Linked DNA regions of Mus musculus: all the other regions are linked to region 5. Evidence: chromatin contacts called from public ChIA-PET, HiChIP or PLAC-seq and promoter capture Hi-C data. All regions are on one chromosome and are shown on one strand. Each heading gives the region's core, a stretch centred on a gene start, on an enhancer-like site or on the middle of the called end of the contact. The rest is flanking DNA. Distances are from core to core; before and after follow the strand shown.

The links. Promoter capture Hi-C pulls out the DNA fragments that hold promoters and counts their contacts. ChIA-PET counts read pairs in DNA pulled down with a chosen protein or histone mark. HiChIP or PLAC-seq counts read pairs in DNA pulled down with a chosen protein or histone mark.
Region 1: an H3K4me3 HiChIP or PLAC-seq map of bone marrow-derived macrophages shows a contact between it and region 5, with 2.7 times the contacts expected there. The contact joins the enhancer-like site here to the promoter of Pigm in region 5. A contact is called at or near these places in 8 of 39 promoter capture datasets (the C10 cell line, the HPC-7 cell line, HPC-7-derived erythroid cells and 4 more), 6 of 484 Hi-C or Micro-C datasets (the Ba/F3 cell line, adipose-derived mesenchymal stem cells, cerebellar granule neurons and 3 more) and 5 of 115 datasets of contacts at active chromatin or transcription factors (bone marrow-derived macrophages, differentiating embryonic stem cells, embryonic stem cells and 2 more).
Region 2: a promoter capture Hi-C map of liver shows a contact between it and region 5, with 4 times the contacts expected there. The contact joins the promoter of Usf1 here to the promoter of Pigm in region 5. A contact is called at or near these places in 4 of 39 promoter capture datasets (hippocampal neurons, liver and pre-B cells), 1 of 484 Hi-C or Micro-C datasets (rod photoreceptor) and 2 of 115 datasets of contacts at active chromatin or transcription factors (cardiomyocytes and pro-B cells).
Region 3: an RNA polymerase II ChIA-PET map of memory CD8 T cells shows a contact between it and region 5, with 11 read pairs. The contact joins the promoter of Arhgap30 here to the promoter of Pigm in region 5. A contact is called at or near these places in 3 of 39 promoter capture datasets (hippocampal neurons and liver), 1 of 115 datasets of contacts at active chromatin or transcription factors (memory CD8 T cells) and 1 of 9 other capture datasets (liver).
Region 4: a contact with region 5 is called in an H3K4me3 HiChIP or PLAC-seq map of pro-B cells, with 2.7 times the contacts expected there. The contact joins the enhancer-like site here to the promoter of Pigm in region 5. A contact is called at or near these places in 4 of 39 promoter capture datasets (the C10 cell line, HPC-7-derived erythroid cells, hippocampal neurons and 1 more) and 3 of 115 datasets of contacts at active chromatin or transcription factors (T-cell acute lymphoblastic leukemia, large pre-B cells and pro-B cells).
Region 6: an RNA polymerase II ChIA-PET map of memory CD8 T cells shows a contact between it and region 5, with 21 read pairs. The contact joins the promoter of Slamf1 here to the promoter of Pigm in region 5. A contact is called at or near these places in 3 of 39 promoter capture datasets (the C10 cell line, HPC-7-derived erythroid cells and liver) and 2 of 115 datasets of contacts at active chromatin or transcription factors (large pre-B cells and memory CD8 T cells).
Region 7: a contact with region 5 is called in a promoter capture Hi-C map of second pharyngeal arch cranial neural crest. The contact joins the promoter of Cadm3 here to the promoter of Pigm in region 5. A contact is called at or near these places in 12 of 39 promoter capture datasets (the C10 cell line, cranial neural crest, embryonic stem cells and 8 more), 15 of 115 datasets of contacts at active chromatin or transcription factors (VIP interneurons, bone marrow-derived macrophages, embryonic basal ganglia and 8 more) and 1 of 9 other capture datasets (embryonic stem cells).

What each region holds. Positions count from the first base shown.
Region 1 is chr1:171,814,685-171,817,384 of GRCm38.p6, reverse strand. No RefSeq gene overlaps it. Among named protein-coding and RNA genes, the nearest start is that of Cd84, 24 kb to the left of the region's middle. Within about 2 kb of position 1,419, at least 10 of the 459 cell types and tissues checked have an H3K27ac peak or open chromatin away from gene starts, as enhancers often do. A contact at or near this core is called in the Ba/F3 cell line, the HPC-7 cell line and bone marrow-derived macrophages, where this site is marked.
Region 2 is chr1:171,409,868-171,412,567 of GRCm38.p6, reverse strand. Usf1 (upstream transcription factor 1) reads right to left here and starts at 1,255. Exons shown (of 10, transcript NM_001305676.1): 1 at 1,128-1,255. It overlaps Arhgap30 (Rho GTPase activating protein 30), which reads right to left. Exons shown (of 12, transcript NM_001005508.2): 12 at 2,328-2,700.
Region 3 is chr1:171,387,525-171,390,224 of GRCm38.p6, reverse strand. It overlaps Arhgap30 (Rho GTPase activating protein 30), which reads right to left and starts at 1,265. Exons shown (of 12, transcript NM_001005508.2): 1 at 862-1,265. The coding sequence starts at 958. It overlaps Nectin4 (nectin cell adhesion molecule 4), which reads right to left. Exons shown (of 9, transcript NM_027893.3): 9 at 1,938-2,700.
Region 4 is chr1:171,786,165-171,788,864 of GRCm38.p6, reverse strand. Slamf1 (signaling lymphocytic activation molecule family member 1) reads right to left here. Exons shown (of 7, transcript NM_013730.4): 4 at 830-925. Among named protein-coding and RNA genes, the nearest start is that of Slamf1, 20 kb to the right of the region's middle. Within about 2 kb of position 1,329, at least 44 of the 459 cell types and tissues checked have an H3K27ac peak or open chromatin away from gene starts, as enhancers often do. A contact at or near this core is called in hippocampal neurons and pro-B cells, where this site is marked.
Region 5 is chr1:172,375,179-172,377,878 of GRCm38.p6, reverse strand. It overlaps Pigm (phosphatidylinositol glycan anchor biosynthesis, class M), which reads right to left and starts at 1,348. Exons shown (of 1, transcript NM_026234.4): 1 at 1-1,348. The coding sequence starts at 1,180.
Region 6 is chr1:171,765,736-171,768,435 of GRCm38.p6, reverse strand. Slamf1 (signaling lymphocytic activation molecule family member 1) reads right to left here and starts at 1,304. Exons shown (of 7, transcript NM_013730.4): 1 at 1,134-1,304. The coding sequence starts at 1,209.
Region 7 is chr1:173,366,362-173,369,061 of GRCm38.p6, reverse strand. Cadm3 (cell adhesion molecule 3) reads left to right here and starts at 1,367. Exons shown (of 9, transcript NM_053199.3): 1 at 1,367-1,649. The coding sequence starts at 1,568. It also overlaps a transcript of Aim2 not described here.

The DNA.
Region 1 (2,700 bases), core at 170-2,669, 560 kb after region 5:
ATAGTGGTTCTATTTCTGATTCTTTTGTCTTTTCATTAAATTTCTCTGCATTTCCATAGCCAGACCAAACTTCACACAAAAAAACAATCTTACCTTCTTGACTTCTGTTTACCTAGGTCCCCACACTTCCTAGCATTGACGTGACTGCACATTGCAGCTATGGTCTTTGTGGGAACGTTATCAACTTCTGCTTTTATTTTCTAGTGCGTCCCAGAAAACACTGTAGTGACCTTCTTGTAATAACTAACTTACGTATTTCATAACAAGGTTTTGGTCAAGTTACTGCAGATACAACAGTGGCCCCATAAGACTGCAGGAGGACCCTTGCACAGTACATTATTCACACATTTGCAATGATCCTGGTGCACTCAAACCCACCACACTGTAAGTCCTATAGAACATATACATGCTGGAGTAATCTTTTTGTGCACTGCATAAAGGTTGCCTTTATATTATTCAAATGTTGATTTCTGTACCAGCATGATTACAGTCCAGAGTTTAGTATTGTTTTTCTCTTGGGTGCAAAAAAATACTTTGTAAACATTCCCTTCAATAACTTCTGATTGGTTTAATAAAGAGCTGACAGCCTATATCAAGGCAGGAAAGGATAGGTGGGGCTTCCGGGCAGAGAGATAGGAACTCTGGAAGTCAGATGTGGAATATTCTCCAGCCAGATGTAGAGGAAGAACCAAGTACTCAGGAAGTAACGAGCCTCAAGGCGGAACGTAGATTAATATAAATGGGCCAATTTAAGTGTAAGAGCTACTTGGGAACAAGCTTAAGCTAAGGCCAAGCTTTCATAATTAATAAAAGGTCTCTGTGTCATTACTTAGGTTGCTGGCAGGTCCGAGACAATCCGGGGATGCATGCATGCAGAGCACATTATAGTTGATAACAAGTGTGATACTAGTTAATGTGCTTACTCTACTATAATTCTTGGTTGGTGTTTTAGCATTTCTGCCTTTCACTTGTTAAGCAGTTTTGCTATCAACAGTCAGGCAGTGCACAGAGCATAGCAACAGCCACTCATCAATTTGTGTTGTGTTTCTTGAGTGTATAGCTTTTCTCTTGTGTTTGATCTAATCTATTTTGTTCAGTATGGGCTGAGGAGCAATAAGCTACACACACACACACACACACACACACACACACACACACACACACACCATAGACATGTAGTCAACTATACCATTTAGGCTTGTGAAACATATTTTAAGGTTGTTGAAAAACAGTGAAATCGTCCAATTACACACTTCTAAGAAATTATTTTCATTGTTAAGTGCCACGTGACTATTTTACTGCCTGTTCTCAGTGTAGCTCCACTGCTGGGATTCAGATTCTGGGCCTCACACCTTAGGCAGTGAACGGTTTCTTCACGCATACAGAGGGAGAATAGAGGATGTGATACTGACACCTAGTGGTAGAACACAGGGATGCTGTTAAATGAGCAGAACAACCCATTACGACAAGCCATAGCATGACATTAGAAACTATCTGTAAAGTGAGCACAGCTAGAATTCTTCAGTGAATTGACTTACCTCAGTTAACTATGCTTAGATCCTGTCACCAACCCATATTAGGCCTTCTTATCTGCGGGGGGTAGGGCAGCTACCCCTCCCCTGCCTGTTAAGTGTCTTGAGCTAAGATGAACCTAGTTACAGTTTCAGCAAGTACATGACTAAATCTACATCCTTCAGATGTAGGAGAGATAATGGGGACGCCATGGGGGGTTTTAGATGCCGTTGTCCCACTATTCTCATATAGACAATGTGTGGAGCTTGTTTTTATTTAGAACATTGATCTTCTTTCCTTCTTTCTGTTTTTCTTTCTTTTTTCTTCTTCCTTTCTTTTTTCCTTTCTCCCGTCATTCATTCCTTCTTTCTCTTCTTCCTTCCTTCCTTCCTTCCTTCCTTCCTTCCTTCCTTCCTTCCTTCCATCTTTCTTTCTTTTTCTCTTTCCTCCTTTCTTTCTTTCTTTCTTTCTTTGTTTCTTTCTTTGTTTCTTTGTTTCTTTCTTTCTTTCTTTCTTTCTTTCTTTCTTTCTTTCTTTCTTTTCTTTCTTTCTCCTCTTCCTTTCTTCTGTCTGTCTTTTTCTCTTTCCATCTTCTTTCTCTTTCTTCCTTCCTTCCTTCCTTCCTTCTTTTCCTTCTCCCTTCATTCATTCCTTCTTTCTCTTCTGCCTTCCTTCCATCTCTCTTTGTTTTTCTCTTTCCATCTTTCTTTCTTTCTTTCTTTCTTTCTTTCTTTCTTTCTTTCTTTCTTTCTTTCTTTCTTTCTTTCTTTTTCCTCTTCCTTTCTTTTGTCTGTCTTTCTTTTTCTCTATCCATCTTCTTTTTCTTTCTTTCTTCCTTCTTTCTTTCTTTCTTTCTTTCTTTCTTTCTTTCTTTCTTTCTTTCTTCCTTCCTTCCTTCTTTTCCTTCTCCCTTCATTCATTCCTTCTTTCTCTTCTGCCTTCCTTCCATCTCTCTTTGTTTTTCTCTTTCCATCTTTCTTTCTTTCTTTCTTTCTTTCTTTCTTTCTTTCTTTCTTTCTTTCTTTCTTTCTTTCTTTCTTTCTTTCTCTCTTCTTCCTTCCTTCCTTCCTTCCTTCCTTCATTCTTATTTCTCTTCTTCCTCCTGTCTGTCTTTCTTTTCTCTTTCATTTTCTCTTTCCATCTCTTCTGTCTTTTCCTTCCTTCTTTCTGTCTTGCTTTCTTTTTCTT
Region 2 (2,700 bases), core at 6-2,505, 970 kb after region 5:
TTTTGACAACCAGCCAGAGAACGGGAAAAAACAAAGAACTGTACAGACAGATGCCACCAGAAAGAAACAGCTGCATAGGACAAAGCAATAAAATAATCTCAACAAGAAAGGACAAGATTTTTTTTAAACACTCTACCCGCAAGATCTTCCAAACCTTTCTAATCAAAGAAAAACCTTAGTTTAGCGGATAATGCGCCTCGGAAAGACCGTGTGCAAAGAAGAACGTTAACAACAATAACAAAAGGGAACTGAAAGTGAAACTGTCCGTAGAAAGTAAGGCTGCAAAGGGAGGCAGCGTCCGGATGTACGGACCACCTAGGGGGTCTCCATCCTCAAACAGGAGGAAGAGCTCCTCCTGAAGCTCCTGGCACGGCCTGCAGGAGGAGGCTATGAAAGAGACTGCAAGGCGCACGAGACAACCGTATAGCCAACAGCTGTCAGCGCAACTTCTGAGGCTACCCAGAAACGGCGGTAGGCTCCTTACTCAAACCTTGGTTGTATATCCGGAAGCATCCTGAGCATTAATAATACGTGATACGGAAATCAGCCTAGGATTTTGTGGTTTTGCATGCTCAAAAGGAGAGCCCAGCAAACGTCCTCACCAAGCACAGACGCAAAGGCAGAAATTTAAAAAACAAAACACCCCCCACCACCACCCACACACAAAAACCAGATCAAGTTCCCAAAGACTTCAAGCGCCCGGACCTTGCCCGAGAACGACGCGTCTCCCTGCAGGCCCACCGACTAGTAGTAGGCGCTTGGGGACCTGAGTACCCGGCAGGCGCGAGCCCCGCAGCCCGCGCGGTGACCCCGCCGGTCCCAGCCCAGCTCGCCTGCGCCCCAGCTGCTCCGCGGAGGAGAGACGGGGAAAGGACGCCGGGGACCTTCCCGGGCCTGCGGCTCGAAGCTGGATACCCACCGCAGGCGGCTGGGACGTGTGCACACCGGGGCGGGGAGCGAGCTCGGCCCACAAAGCAGGAGAGAAAGAGCCGGGCACGGCCCCCTCCCCCAAAACAAAGGCTCCGTGCCCAGGCGTGGCCTGGCCTGGGAAACGCCAGCCAAAGCAAAGGTGCCCCGCCATGCCGATCCACCGGCGTCCGGACTCCGGCCGGCTCCGACGCACTCACCGGGCCAGGCCGCTTCAGTCGCCGATTTCCCCCGGCAGCCTTCTCCGTCTTTGGATCTAGGTCTCTCCATAGACAGCTGCTCATGCGCAGTCCCAGCCTGCGGCCATGTTGGTGAGGGGCGGAAGTGTGCCCTCGACCCGCCCAGCCGACGGACGGCCCCCCGAGCTGCCACACTTCCGCTCGCTTCAAATCTGATGCCCGCTAGAGCGGATGTGGGTACGTGAGTGGTCGCAGGCTCTGAAGGGAAACAGACGGTATCCTTGGGGACCTCGCTAGAGGCCTTTGTTTTCAGTAAGAACCAGGAAAAAAAAAACCCGACTAAATTGTACTTCCATCCTTGTGGTAGGCGGAGCCCTTTTACTTCCAGTAAAAGGAAGTAGAGGGTGGAACGGCAATCTTAGGCGCCATCTTTCATAAGGGCAATGTGGGACGCCATCTTGGATCAGGGCATCACTTTGAGGGGGTTCCAAGTGGACTTTGGGACATTTCTGAGTGTACGTGGATCTGGGTATATACCTTTGTATTAACGTCAGCAATACTCCAAAGACCTCATAGCTTTTCCTCAGGCTCTTAAATACGTGTGGGGACGAGTTTGATTACCATTTTCTTCATTCTGGGTGTACCCAGAGTGATTTTGGAATAGTGAAGTATAATAGCAATAGCTAGAATTCAGATTCTGAAGCCATTCAGACTCTGAACTGACACTTTTTTTTTTTTTTTTTTTTTTTTGCGATAGGGTATTTCTATGTAGTCCTACATAAACTATGCTGGACTCGAATACACATAGATCTCTCCACTCCCAAGTGCTAGGATTAAAGACAGCCACCACACCTAGAAACTAACACTTCTTAACTCTGAGGTTTTTGATGGGCATTTTTACTTAACTACAGCTCAATTTCTTTGTAAAACGGAAATACCAATACCAACTTCACATCAAGTGGATTAAATAAATTCAAGAGCAAAGTTTTTATGCACACAAATCTGGCCCAATTCCTGGCATTAGATGAACATTATGTAAATACAGGTTTCTCTTCCTCATTTCTTGACCACCATGAACCCAGTTCTACTTTCTAGCTACAGTTTCCCATGACAACTGAGGAAGAATATCTAAATAAGAAAAAACAAGATATATACATTTTGGCAACTTTGGAATGTGATACCATTCACCCAAAACTTTAATAAGACAAAGTACATACACTGTTTAAATGTTAAAAAAAAAATTCAGCTTTTATTATCAAATACCCACCATTGCTAAATGGTGGCCTGTAGCCCCAGCCTGTGCAGAGACAGTGCTAGAGCCAAATTGAGTGACATTCCCTCTACTTTTCTTTTCCTTTTTCTTTTCTTTCTTTATTTATTTTATGTATATGAATGAGTACACCATTGCTCTCTTCAGACTCACCCGTAGAAGGCATCAAATTCCGTTACAGATGGTTGTGAGCCATCATGTGATTGCTAGGAATTGAACTCAGGACCTCTGGAAGAACAGTAGGTGCTCTTAACCTCTGAGCTATCTCTTCAGCCCAACATTCCCTTTTCCTAAAATGGGAGGACCTCTTCTGCAAAATAATTG
Region 3 (2,700 bases), core at 16-2,515, 990 kb after region 5:
AATTGTGCCCCCTTTTTTTGTTAAGTTGCTCTGCGTGCTGAAAACAAGCTGGGCAGTGTAGTCGGGTCGGCACTGATCAATTTCAGAACAAATTAAGGCCTGGTTCTGAGTGGTGACTGCATGTCCTACACAGTGATGAGCTCCCAGGCCCACTGCAGAGGGAGCTCCAGACTGGGTGCACACCCCTCTTTATTGTAGTTTCCACTCCCCACTTCAAACCAGGGCTGAAGCAGTCTGGTTCACTTTTCCCGCATTCCCGGTGCAGTCTACCATCAACGGGTTTCTTCTTTGCAAGCAATTTAAAGAAGAGTGTCACTCCTCCCTGCTGCCCCCACTCCTGTGGCCCAGCAAAGGTGCAGAAGGGCTAGGTCCTTGTCCCTTGGTGCTGTTCTCCAGTTAGAATGCCTTCCTCTCCCCTCCGCAAGTTCTATCCTCAGACTCGCTGGGCCCTTTCTTACCTGTATCTCCACTTAGTGTTCCACCAACTATCCCTTCAGCCATTCTTCTGGCATCCGACCTCCATTCCCTCCACCCTGTCCCCAGTCTCCATTCTCTCATCTGATTCATCCACCTCTCCAGATTTTCCAAATCTCATCCCCCACCCCACCCCGGGACACATTCCCTCGGCATTCCCATCCTCGAGTTCTCAGCTACCCGGTCCCTAACTACCGCAGAAGGGCACCTCTCCATCTTCTTCTCTGAGCCACATTTCCTGTCTTGCCTTTGCCTAGATCTCAGGTGTGGTGATCCTGGGCCACTGCCCGTTCCCTAAGAGCTCATTCTGCCCAACGGAGAAGACAAGGTTGGCGTCTGCATGGCAATCCAGCCACCCAGCTGCCCCGTTCCAATTGACCTCCTTACCTTCCTGGCCCGAGTGCTGTAGATGCTCACGTAGGTCACACCCAAACACCCGTTCCTTAGAGCTGCCCTTCTTCTTTCCTTTCTGCCGAGACTTCATGACCAGGGCCCCCCGGGATCTCTGTCCCCCAAGACCTTTGACCTACCAGTCCCCCATGGAATCCCAGTCAGTAGTTGGGCTTGGCCCAGCCCCAGGGGGGGCAGGGCTCCAAACTGGAGGTGGAGGGTGGCCTGGGCAAGGGACAGCAGCGCTTGCCTCTGGGGGGCCCCTGGGGCCACACGGAAGTAGATATGGAAGAGGAAGCTACCAGAACCCTGGCATGAAGCTGTGTCTCGTGGCCAAGCTGAGCGCTAGCCCTTCTCGTCCTGTGCAGCTCGAGGGGGAGCAGGAAGCTGTGCAGCTCCTCAAACCCGCTTCCTGTTAGAGCATCTTTGCAACCACAGGCCTCGGGTGGGGGAGGTAGCTGGCATTCACATCCTCATCATTGCTGGGACTCCATTCATTGGTCACAGCAGAAGGTGATGTCAGAATCTCGGGGTGGAGTAAGGGTGCCTGGGGTGTGAGCAGGTGGCTGCCATTTCTAGAGACCGAAATCTCTAGGTGGGACAGAGACCCGAGGCTTTGCCTGTGAGCACGGCAGGAAAGGACCACGAAGAACATACCCAGGGTGGGGGATTCTTTGATGACCCTGCCATCTTGGTCAGGTCACATTACTTCACTGAGCCTCCAGTCGCTGTACATTTGAAAATGAGGACACAGACCAGGTGACTTTGAGTTTCAGTTTCTTTGTCTGTCAAAGGGTACACGGCTGACCACCCCACACAGCTGCTGGAAGTTTCCAGTACAGTCAGATTAGAACCACTTTAGAAACTAAGGCACTGGCTTCCCCAAAAGGAGGTTATGTCCACACGGCCCTACCTGAGGGCTCTCAGAAATGGTTACAATGTCTTTTGAAAGCCACTTGCTCCTTTCTTAGCTGTATCTGGGCCCTTTCCCTGGGAGGGAATCACATAGAGACTCAGTCCATAGCACTTGTGACTTACCCAGTTCAAGGGGCAAGACAGGAATCAGACAAAAAAAGGTTTTATCTGTTTATTTAAAAACAGAATATCATTTTATGTACAAATATACATATATTTACATGAAATATACATACTAAGACCCCAGATCCTTGGGGTCCATAAGTCCTGGGCTGCTTGGGAATGAAATGAGAGTTTCTCCTTTAGACCAGCAGATTTCAGGCCACACAAGGGTTGGATACTAAATCCCAGTATTCTGACTGCGTAAGTTTGGGCAGGCTAAAGAAAAACAAACATCTTACCCCAGGCTCCACACATACAAAGTGCCAGAGAGCCCCGGATTAATGACTCAGAAACCCCTGGGGAAGGGCCTGTTCTCACCCTCACCCACAACACCCCTTTCTCTTCACCTGAACTTCCACCTTCCCCGCGACCTACCCTCTGCCCTCAACACAACTGAACCAGGAGTCCTTGACAACAAGTCCCAACGCCGTGAAGGTACAAACCACTGTAGACACAGCGAGGACAAGATTCGAGGGGCCATGGGAGCCAAGCCCCCCCATCCCTAGTCTCTTATCCAGTGTTCAGACCTCATACCCCAGGTTCCAGACTCCTCCAGCTGTCAGCCCCCTCCCCAGAACCTCTGTGGGTGAAGGCATCCTAGGAAGAGAACTTTCCAGAACCACAGGCACTAATCCCTGCCGTGGTCTGCTAGACAGTTTGGTTGAATGCCTATGTGGCCTGGCCTGGCTTAAACAAGCCCAGTAAAGAACATGCACACACATCAATAAAGTTTCTTCTTTCTTTCTTTCTCTGCTTTTA
Region 4 (2,700 bases), core at 80-2,579, 590 kb after region 5:
AACACACCCCGCCCCCACCGCCTCAGCGAACTTTTCGCTGGAGGAAATGAGATAGAGGTAAGTGGCTATGCTGCAATCGACATCTTATATAAGCAAAACCAACATCAAGGTGCTGAGGTAAGGGCTTTTCTAAGAAGACTGTATGTGGATGACATTTACGGGCTTCAGAATGACATGAGCCATCTGCTCGGCAACGAGAAGGGAAGAGCATCATGTTCTGCCTTCTATTGAAGGAAGGCCAACCAGGGCCTCTGAGTCAGGATGCTCTGATCAAGATGGGTGGTAGTCAGTAAGGCTGAGGGGGCATATGGCCTTGAGATAGTGAATCACAGGATAACTGGGAAGAAATACAAAGTGCTTAAACTTAGAATCACAGTCTTGCTGCTTTTAGCCTACCCGGGGACACGTTTCATGGCTGGATCTAAGAGTCCTCTGAATCCTGTTCCCTGGTAAATCTCAGTGTGCTGTACCTCCTGTTTTGATTCCTTTAGCCTTCTGCACAAGTCAAACTTCAGTGCTGAGTTTAAATTATCTGCACAATGTCTTCTACATTAGACACTTGTGGCTCTTTCCTCTACCGACTCCTTTAAGCTGGTACAGGATCTCAAGAGACTAGAATTGCACTGAACTGGACAAGATCTCAAGAGGATCTTATTCTTTTTCACAGGGCTCCCAGCCAGAAAGCTAAAGTAGTAAGATTGAGCCTGTGAATAGAGTGACAGCATACAAGATCTTATTGTCTGTATACAAGAGTCTGTGCTTGCATAAAATCTATTCCACCTACCACTGTTGAGCCCAGTAAGAAGACCCTTCTTACAAGACAGCCTACCTTGTCTTTTCATCATTATTATTGCCGTGAAAACCAGGATGAAGATTATAACGACCCCCAGTGGTACAAGAGTATATTGCATCCATGGACTCGATTCTGAAAAACAAAGAAACAAACAAAAAAACCAGTTAAAGGTCAATAGCAAATGCACTGTGGGTTTAAAAATACTCCACCCAGAAGTGAAGGGAGTGAGCCTCACCCCACCCGGAAAAGAGGGGAGCCTCTGTTTCAGTATCTGTCTCCCTGGGGAGATGCTTGTTTGCATGGCTTTAGAGATGGCTTTAAAGCATTAAGATTTCCATGTCTACCTCCTTACCATCATTTTACTTATTAGCCCTGTCTCTCCCATTTCTAATTTCACAAAGATGTTTTTAAATAAAATGCTTTCTTTTTCCTTGTCTAAAAATAGCATATTGGTGTCTCTCCTAAGCCAATCTCTTGTCCTGCTCCTCCATTTTAAAATCTCTAATGTATTATGTGCCCATTTTTGGTAAAAGGGATATGATGGTCCCGTGCACTTGTCCCTATGCCCCAAACTACTCCCATGAGACAACTGGGGCGGAGGGAGGGGGAGGAAATATGCTTTTCTTCTTAAAAAAAAATCAATACAATAGTGCTATTATTGCCTCTCAATGCAAATAACTATGTTGAACCTACCAGACCCAAACCAAAAGAAACACATGTAATGTTTCCTGGCAATTGTTACCCTATTCTAAATTAGCAAAGCTAACTGAGGTTTGAAATCACATAGCCAAATTTTGTAGCTTTCTCTCTACTTCAGCCACTGTGCTTAATCCTTTTGAACCAAGTATACCACTTTGTAAAACCAGCCTTTGTCTCAACAAGATATATGGCTCACTAACATAAAATTGGGCACCTGTAAGTACTTACAGTCACATGATTTTGATAGCAAATCTTGTAATGTATTTAATCAGAACAATTGTAAGGGGTGAATACTTGAATTATTTCCATTTTATAAGCAAGGAAACATCATGAAGAAAGTCAAGAGCTAGAGCTGGCAATAGGAGAGGAAACATGACCAAATATTCAAGACAGGCTTCCTGGGAGTTAGAGAGACTCCTAGATTCAGAACAGGCAGTGAGCCCACTCAAAGTACCAGCTTTCTAAGTAATGGCACTAATCTCCAGTGGTACTAGCGAGACAAATGCCGTGTCAGGCATTAACACTAATATGTAGGGGCACTGTATAGAATTGATTGTGAAGGAAATGGGGGTTTAAAAACGCCCTTCACAGAAGTCTAAATATATATAAATATAAACTTCCTGGTTGTTGAATCTTTGAGGGACCCATTCAGAAATTGAAAGGAAGAACTAAGTGTATTACAAGCATGATTTGGATATTTGGAGAACTGATGAAAATATAGACAGAAATCTGGTAAAAGCTCCAGCCCAAAAGCTACTAGAAGCGTTCTTCTGGGCTTGAAAGAGTTCTTTTCTTCCTAGGCTCTGCATATAGCTAGTCACAAGGCATCTCAATGCAGTGACAGTTCTCTTCCTCAAGTAAACCATGTTTTAACCCTTCCAAACACCAACGGCAACAGTCTTGCTCAAGAAAAGGAGAAAAGCTAGGTCTGGCAGCTTATGCCTCCAGTCCCGCCACTCAGAAGGCTCGAATAGGAGGGCTGAAAGTTCAAGGGCTGTGGCGCAAGACCCATCCCACCCCCGCCTTGAAAACAAATAAATGAATGAATGAACAACCAAGGATAAGCAGAGAGTTGGCTTCATATAACACATAAAATGAGGAAGGCAGTGTGTGATCTGCATGACACTCTGAAGAGTGTATGGTGGCTAAGAACTCTTTGTGTATGTACATGCATGAAAGTCTGACCATGAGTCTAATTGGGTCAGATT
Region 5 (2,700 bases), core at 99-2,598:
AACCGGCTAACCAAATAAACAGGAAGGTGTTCTTTCCTTGAAACTCTAGAACATATGCAGGAGCCAGCCATAAGGCCTGTCCTATGAACCAGAACAGTAAGAGGACTACGGCTCTTTTCCAAGGCATCCTCACCAGTGGCATCACCAGAGGCAGAAGGCAGAGATACCAAAGAAAGTACTGAGAGGTGCAGACTTTGTTAAAAGTCACAAAAATGGACGTATGAAGGAAACAGCAGAAGACAAGGTCTCTGTAGTAGGCGAAAGATGCGGCTGACAGCAAGATGAACTGTGGCAGGAACGCCGCAATCCCCAGAGTAAAACTCCACTTGCTCTCGGCAGTCAAATACAGCATATAGAAGTACGGAGAGAAATTATGGCGGATATCCCTCCTAGTTAGGTGATAAAAGTAGGTGTGCTCCAAAAACTCCCAACCGTACTTATAGTAAAAACCGAAGCTCAGGGCAACAAACGTGAGCCCTGCAACTGCTACGAAAAGCAGCACTGCCCAGCTACACAGCCTCCTCAGGAAGTCGTACAAACGAGCCTGGAAAGAGAACCGGGCTTGCCGGAGACGCTCGTCATCGTCGCGCTCGGGCCGCAGATGGAGCGCTATGGGGAGGATGTAGGTCACCGGGTACATCTTCATGTGCACCGCGAAGCCATAGAACACCGCGGCGCACGCGATGAGCCGTTTCTCTATGAAGTACAGGGTCGAGAGAACCAGGGAGGCGACGATGGAGTCCGCGTTGCCCCGGCTGGACACCGCCATGGGCAAAGGGTTGAGAAGCCAGAAGACGCAGTAGCCACAGGCTTGGCGGCGCCCCAGCCCCTTGAGCAGCAGCAGGCGGTACAGGAGGAAGGCGGTGAGGAGATCGCAGCTGATGAAGAGAAACTTGCCGAAGAGTTCGCTGAGGTAGACGTTGGGGGTGAGGAGCCAGCTCAGGAGCGGGGTGTAGCGGTAGGTCGCCCGCAGGTACGGGGAGCGCCCTTCCGTGACGAAGCGCGCGGCGTCCGTGAACACGTGGTAGTCTATGTCGGTGTACCTCACCAGCAGAGTCCGGTCCTGGAAGACACCGTAGAAAACCAGGGCGACCCGGGCCAGGAAGGCCACGCCGAACACCCCGGCGGGCGGCACCCGAAAGTTCAGGATCCATTCCCCCCAGTGCATGGGGTAGCTCATGGTCCGAGTGCGGGCCACCCGCCCGGCCCGGCCCGGCCCCGGGTCCACACTGCGCCCCTCTCGCTAACCGTCCTCGGGCTGACGCCTCTCAGCCGCCGGGAGCATCTCCTCTGCTACAGCACCGACAGGAAGAACCGAGGAATGATCACTTCCGGCACCCCAAGTCCCGCCCCCACGGTACTTCCGGCCTCCAGCCCCGCGCGGGCTCTCAGCTGTCTCCGCGGAACGATTGCCTTCCTCGGGATTGGCTGTCTAGCGTCCGCAGCTTCCTCCGGCGAAGGCGGGATTTCCGGTCCCTTATTGGCGACGCTTCCGCTGTCCGGAAATCCCGGAGTGGCTGAGATGTCGTGGACCTGGGACCTGGGTGAACTTTGTTTTTAGTAACCAGAGCTTCCGCGTTCCCAGCTCAGATCTACGGAGGAGGACGCTGAACACAGTGAGCTGCTACCTGCTGCTACTTACATCCCGCCCAACTGGCTTGGAGGACTGAGAGTGGGAAATACAGATGGAAAGAATAAGCCTAAAATAAAATAGTCTTTTTACCCTGATAAGAAGGTTCCTCCTACCGAAATACGTCTAGATTGTCTCCCCTGGAGTACTGTCAACTCCGTTCTTTTCAAGAACTCTTCAACTAGGTCAAAATCGGCCGTCAACCCACTCCGTTCACCCTACCACTATTAGTTTCTTGCCAAAGACTCCAACTCTTTCATTCTTTTCCTGATTTCTTACTGCACTTATAATTGACTTTTTAAAACTTCATACTCTTTTTTTTTTTTTTTTCTGGTTTTTCGAGACAGGATTTCTCTGTATAGTCCTGGCTGTCTTGGAACTCACTCTGTAGACCAGGCTGGCCTCGAACTCAGAAATTCGCCTGCCTCTGCCTCCCAAGTGGTGGGATTAAAGGCGTGCGCCACCACGCCGGGCCAAGAACTTCATACTTTATTTTACAATGTTTTCAGTTTCAAGTAAATTGTTCGTGAGAGTAGAAAGTATTTCTTTATTTCTTTGTACTTTCTTGTAATGTATTACAGTCTCAGACGCATGGTAACTGACGCAGACTGCCTTGATCTTACAAACTGAGCCTGCCCCTAGGGAATGTCTTCTAGATTACCATAGAAGTGGCTCCATTCGGCCTAGACATCTCTCATCCTACACTTCACATTTATCCTTTGAGTGAGCCGTATTAACCTCTAGTCATAGTCTGGTATGTCTGTGCTTTGATGTAATTACATGGTGTAGATTAATAACTACCTCTATTGGTTTTTTACTATGCATTGCCCATAATATACTGTGATAACACATTACCATTCAAATAACCTTATAACTAAATTGTAGGGTTCTTGAGAGTAGAAAGTATGTATTTCTTTGTACTTCCTTGCATTACAGTTGCAGGCACATGGTAACTGACACAGACTGTCTGGCTTGATCTTAGAAGTCGAGCCTGTCAAGAGTTATTTGAATGATACTGTGTTATCACAGTATACGTGGCCTAAATTATCATAATTGTTATTTGTTAAGGA
Region 6 (2,700 bases), core at 55-2,554, 610 kb after region 5:
AAGCCAGCAATGGTGGGTTCAAATGGTATGCAACAAGAAGGGCTTAGCTCTACCTCCAAAGATGCTCAGTTTGATTATCTCAAAGTGGAGCTAGACAAGGGTCTCCTCATCTGAGACTTGAATAAAAGATTCTAGGTACAGCCCCCCACCCCCAATCCCTGGCACATTTCAGGGTTTTTCTTAGAAAAGTCCATAATGGATTTACAGTCATGAATCCCCCACGACCAAAATGCTCTGGCTCTCAGGATTTCCCCGATCCGCTTCCTAAAGCCATCTCTGCCAGGCTGTCTCCCACAATCTAATTAAACTCTACAATGGAGTTGACCATTCATTCCATGGTTAGCCCAGTATGCACTGCTTAGCACGGTTGCTCTCCAATACCTTTCCTTACAGTTCCCACCCACTAAGTAGAAAACAACAGCTTGCCTTGGAAAAGAGAAGAACCAGAGGGATGGGAGAGAAGTCCTGCTCCTTTAACCCTTTGCCATCACTTGAGCCCACTGCAGAGCCTTGAAGTTTCCTGATTGCACTTTCCCCATTCTGTAAGCAACCCTGGGCTCCAAAATCCCAACGTTTCCTCTTCTTGGTGCTTTGGAGTCATCTCTTATAAGAAAGCATGACCACACCGCAGCCACTGTCTGGTGTGAGCCTAAGGTCTGAGGTTTCCCACTTCTACCTGTTGCTCCTATCACCCTTGCTTTTCACTGGACCGGTGTTCTTTGTCTGCCAATGATGTACATGTGAGAGTCGTTTTCCTCAGCAGAAGTATAGGTCAAGTGTCCCAGAGCTTTGGTCCCTAGCCTGGGTCTTTGCCAGAAGGGTAGCCACATAAACCAGCTACTCAGAATTTTAGCCTGAGTCCAGGAAGCTGACTATGGACATAGCAGGTGCCTTTAGCTTCTGGTTTCCATAGAAACTAGTGTAGATGGGACAAATCCTTGTAGCCCAAGGCTCAGGGAACTCAACAGGTTTCTTCCTCTTTGAAAGACACAGTGGAAACCCAGAGGCACTCTCCTTAAAGAAGAGGCAACTGAACAGCACTCCCCAGCCCTTGGCTTCTCCATCCATGGGGCTCTGCTGATTCCAAACTGCTAAACACAAGACTCAAACCCTTTAAACAAATGGACACTCACCTGTTCCGTAGCTCAACTCAAAAGCCAGGGAGAGAAACAGAAGTATTCTCCAGGAAAGGGATCCTTTGGGATCCATTAGCCAGCAATCGCAGACAGGGTCCCCAGCTGTGAGCTCAGCTCAGCTCAGCTCGGCAGGACAGCTGCTTACTGTTACCCCCAAGGAAGAAGCTCTGATCGTCGAAGTGCTGCCTCTGCTGACAAGTTCCTGAACCAGCTTCCTGTCTCAACCGGGTTTTTTTTTTTTTTTCTACTTGAGCCTCCAGGATTGCTCATTTATGATCAGGCTTAAATCACTTTATCACTTCATTGTTCTTGAGAAGCCAAAGTCAGGTGTTCAGACCCATGGGAGTTGGGAAAGGGGCTGTAATGTCACATCAGTCAAACCCTGGCTTGGGGAAGAAGTGTGATTCCCCCCCCACCCCTCTTTTTTTCTAAGCTGTTTCCAGGAAATGGGTGTCACAAGTTCTTTGAGCAGATCTGTCTGGTAAACTCTTCTTGGATCCTAAGAAAAAAACGGACATTGAGTAGACCACCTACAAATTAGGGAATCCAGAGCTCAACTTCTATTTGTAACTTACTTGGCATGAGATGACAGGACTGTTACTTATGATTCGTTACATAATCTCATTGAATACCTGTGCAAGTGATACTTTGAGCTATAGTCACAAACTGATAGAGTAGACAGGCGTAGACATCTCTGACCAACAGCCCATTTTCCTGACAGGCACAGTGGGGCAGAATCAAGTTAGCTCTCTGTTGCCTTCAATTTAGAAGTTGTTTGTAAGGTTTGCTATGGAGAAAGGATGGAAGAAAGAACTTCCATGAACAGAACACTAGAATAGGAGCTCAAAAGGAGACTTTGAAAGGTGAGGCTGTGTGTGTGTGTGTGTGAAAGTCAAAGAACAACCCCTAGGAATCAGCTTTTTTCTTCCATCATGTGGGATCAAGTAATTAAACTCACGTTGCCAGGCCTATGCAGCAAGTATCCTTATCCACCAAGCTATCTTACTAGTCCCCAGGCTAATGCTTTTAGAATCCATTGTCATATTCACAGATAATCTACTCTTGACCCCAAAGGTCATGGGGTAGAAAGAGCTGGAGTTAGAGGAAAACTGGTCTGTAGTTCTCTTTGTTTTCTCTTCTCCTGCCTCCTGTATCCAACTTCATAATGATGTATTGGGCATGGTGTGTTCCCAGATGTGTCCTCACTGTGGTAGCTAGGAATTAACTCCACATAAGGGGTTAATATCATAGAAATTGAAAAATGATATAAATTGGAGTTTCCTTCCTTCCTCCCTCCCTCCCTCCCTCCCTCCCTCCCTCCCTCCCTCCCTCCCTCCCTCCCTCCCTTCCTTCCTTCCTTCCTTCCTTCCTTCCTTCCTTCCTTCCTTTTCCCTTTTCCTTTGTTTGTTTGTCTGATGGTTTTATTGTATTTTCTTTTTTTGAGATAGGGTCTCACTATGTAGTTCTTGCTGGCCTGGAACTCACCATGTAGACCCGACTGGTCTCCAATTCACCTGGTTCTGCTTCCCAAGTGCTGAGATTAAAAGTGTGCACCACCACACCT
Region 7 (2,700 bases), core at 118-2,617, 990 kb before region 5:
CAGATAACTGCCTGTCACTTAGACAAGGCTTTACTGGTTACGAAATATGTTCTGCAGGCTGTCCCCAGGTTCTTAGGTGACAGAGACATTGGCTACATCACCATAAAGAGTTAAGAAGCCTTGACATAAGGAAGGAAAGATTACCCAAACATTAAATACTAGCAGAGGAAAGCAGCACAGAAAATGGACTGGAGATGTTACTAGAACCACCCACATCCCACTTGTAGAATAAAGCACTATGTACTTTTCTTTACCATTCCTAATGCTGGATCTTTTATTTCTAAGTGAATGTAAAACCTGGATTAGATCTGCTAACTTCCTTTGGGTTAGATCAGGTATACTCTAAGAATTCTTGGCATACCTAAAATTCCCTGATTTCTAAAATTTAGAAATGTATTCTCCAAAGCTAAATTTCGACCAAACGAACCCAGAAAGATCCTTTTTTTTAAACACACCAAAACTCTTTCAGAGATAACCTAGAAGAACAGCAAACACTAGGGACTCGGGACTTTTTGAATGTGAGCAAGTTGCAAACACAGTCTTTCTCATCCATCTCCTCTATAGCCTCAGGGAACAAGAGCTGCATTACTCACTGCTTCTTGGTCTGTAAGAGGGTCTGTGAGTCTGGCTTTCACCCTGGGTTCTTACTAGCTAAAAGTTGAGAAGAGCCCCTGAAAGACCGAGCAGAAAGGATATTGAGAGGCTAGTTTCAGGAAAGAGGGTCTAAGACAGAGCACGGAGGAGGAAAATACCAAGTAACTTTACAGGATACTTCCTTGTTTAGTGTCTGGAATAACGTCTTTAAAGAAGGCTTGAAGGAGATTAGGTTCGGTGGCCTCCTGGGGTCGGCTTTGCAAGGGATGTTGCCTGGAACCACAAATTGTTGCTGGACAGTTAAGAAGAGGGTCTTGAGTAAGAGAACTACGGAGGTTTATGCTTAGGAGAATGCCTTGAGTAATTAGGTACCCTGGGGAGGCATCCTTGGTCACAGTGGAGAGGGGTGTCCTAGCTTTGGGGATCCCGGTTGCCTAAGGAGAAGGCGGGGCCGGAGGACCTCAGGCAAGTGGGCACGCCCTTGCCCAGGCCTGCAGTGGACTCTGTCGCCAGCTGGCCCACCGCCCTGTCCACCTCCCCTCTCTCCACCCCAAGCATAAGAGGGGTGCGCATGGGGTCCCACTTCTGAGTCAGCTCCCTCCCTTTGCTCCACACCCGAGTGATGCTGGAGGAGCTCCCGGGGGAGAAGATGGAAGGCACCACAAAAGCGCGGAGGGGGTGTGGGAGGCGAGGGGGAGTAGGGAATGCGGCATCCAGGCCCCCCCGCCACCAGCCCAGCCCCCCGTCACCACCCCTCCACCTCCAACCGAATGGTTTGCTCCGAGCGCCCTATTTAATCCCGGCGACTGCAGCAGCGCCGGCTCCCTCCCGGTACCCGCCTCGGCCCCGGGCTTGGAAGCCGCTCCGGGGTTGCCCCTTTGGACAGCGACGCCGGCTACCCAGAACCCCCGGCCCCAGTCCCCGGAGATCTAGGCTCGCCAGCGCCCAGCCAGGGAGGTGGCCAGGAAGCGCGATGGGGGCCCCTTCCGCCCTGCCCCTGCTCCTGCTCCTCGCCTGCTCCTGGGCGCCCGGCGGGGCCAATCTTTCCCAGGACGGTGAGTGAGGGAGGGGGCGGCGCCAGGGGAGGTGGCCAGTGCCCCGAGGTGGGGGTTCAGACGGGGAGCCGGGCGCAGGGAGCCTGTTGGCTTTGTTTGGAAGCGAGGGTTCAAGTCGCCAGCCTCTTGGAATACCCTTGTGTCTGTCTCTGAGCATCGCTGTCTCTGAGGACCGTGGGGTGTGCCGGCGTGTGCACCTCCTATGTACACGACCGACTGTGTATGTCTACGTGTGCAGCAGGGATGTGGATCTCGGGGGTTGCTGTCTATTTTGAGCAACCGGGGTCTGGATGTGTTGATGTCCGTGTGTGTCTGGGTGTGCGCGTCTATGTTGGTGTCTGGGGCTGCGTTTCTGTGTCAGAGTCTGTGTGTATGTCTGTGTCAGTGTGTGTTGGGGGCGGAGTGAGATTTGTCGCTGTTTCAGTCAGGGCGTGTGTTGGGTGTTTCTGTATGTATGTCTGTAGGGGTTGGGTGGCCAGAACGATCCCCAAAACTGCTGTATGCAAACATTTCTGCTCCCCCGCGCGTCCCCCACCCGCCGCGGAGCTCTGAGTGGGCAGGCAAGGGGGCCTGGGTGAGGCTGTCGAGGGGGGCGTGGGCAAAGGAGAGGGGGCTTCTCCTTGAAGCAAAACAACAACACAGGGCGGAGGGGGCCCCACTTTGGCTCTAGTCCTAGTGGTGCTAAAATCTGGGCAAGGAAACCTATACTTGGGTGCGGGGCAGCAAACGGAGAGAGCAAGATATTTGGGGAGAAGGATCTATGGGAAAACCAAAGCTTTCCTGGGCTGAACATTAATTTCTCCAAATTTAGGGTGGGGTAGCAGACTAGCCTCTTTGCCCCAGTCTAAAACTCAACCCTTCTTAGGTTTGTAAAGGTAAAGAGGTGAAGGAAGGGAGTGGGGGGGGGGGGAATGAAGAAAGGAGGCGGGGCCAGGGGAGAGGGGACTTGGGGAAGAGCCCCTCCCGCCCCAGGCCAAGCTATGTAGGTCAGCGCTGTGGGGGCACCTCAGCCTTCTTAGAGGCTGCTGGTGGTTAATGGGGTGGCTTGAAG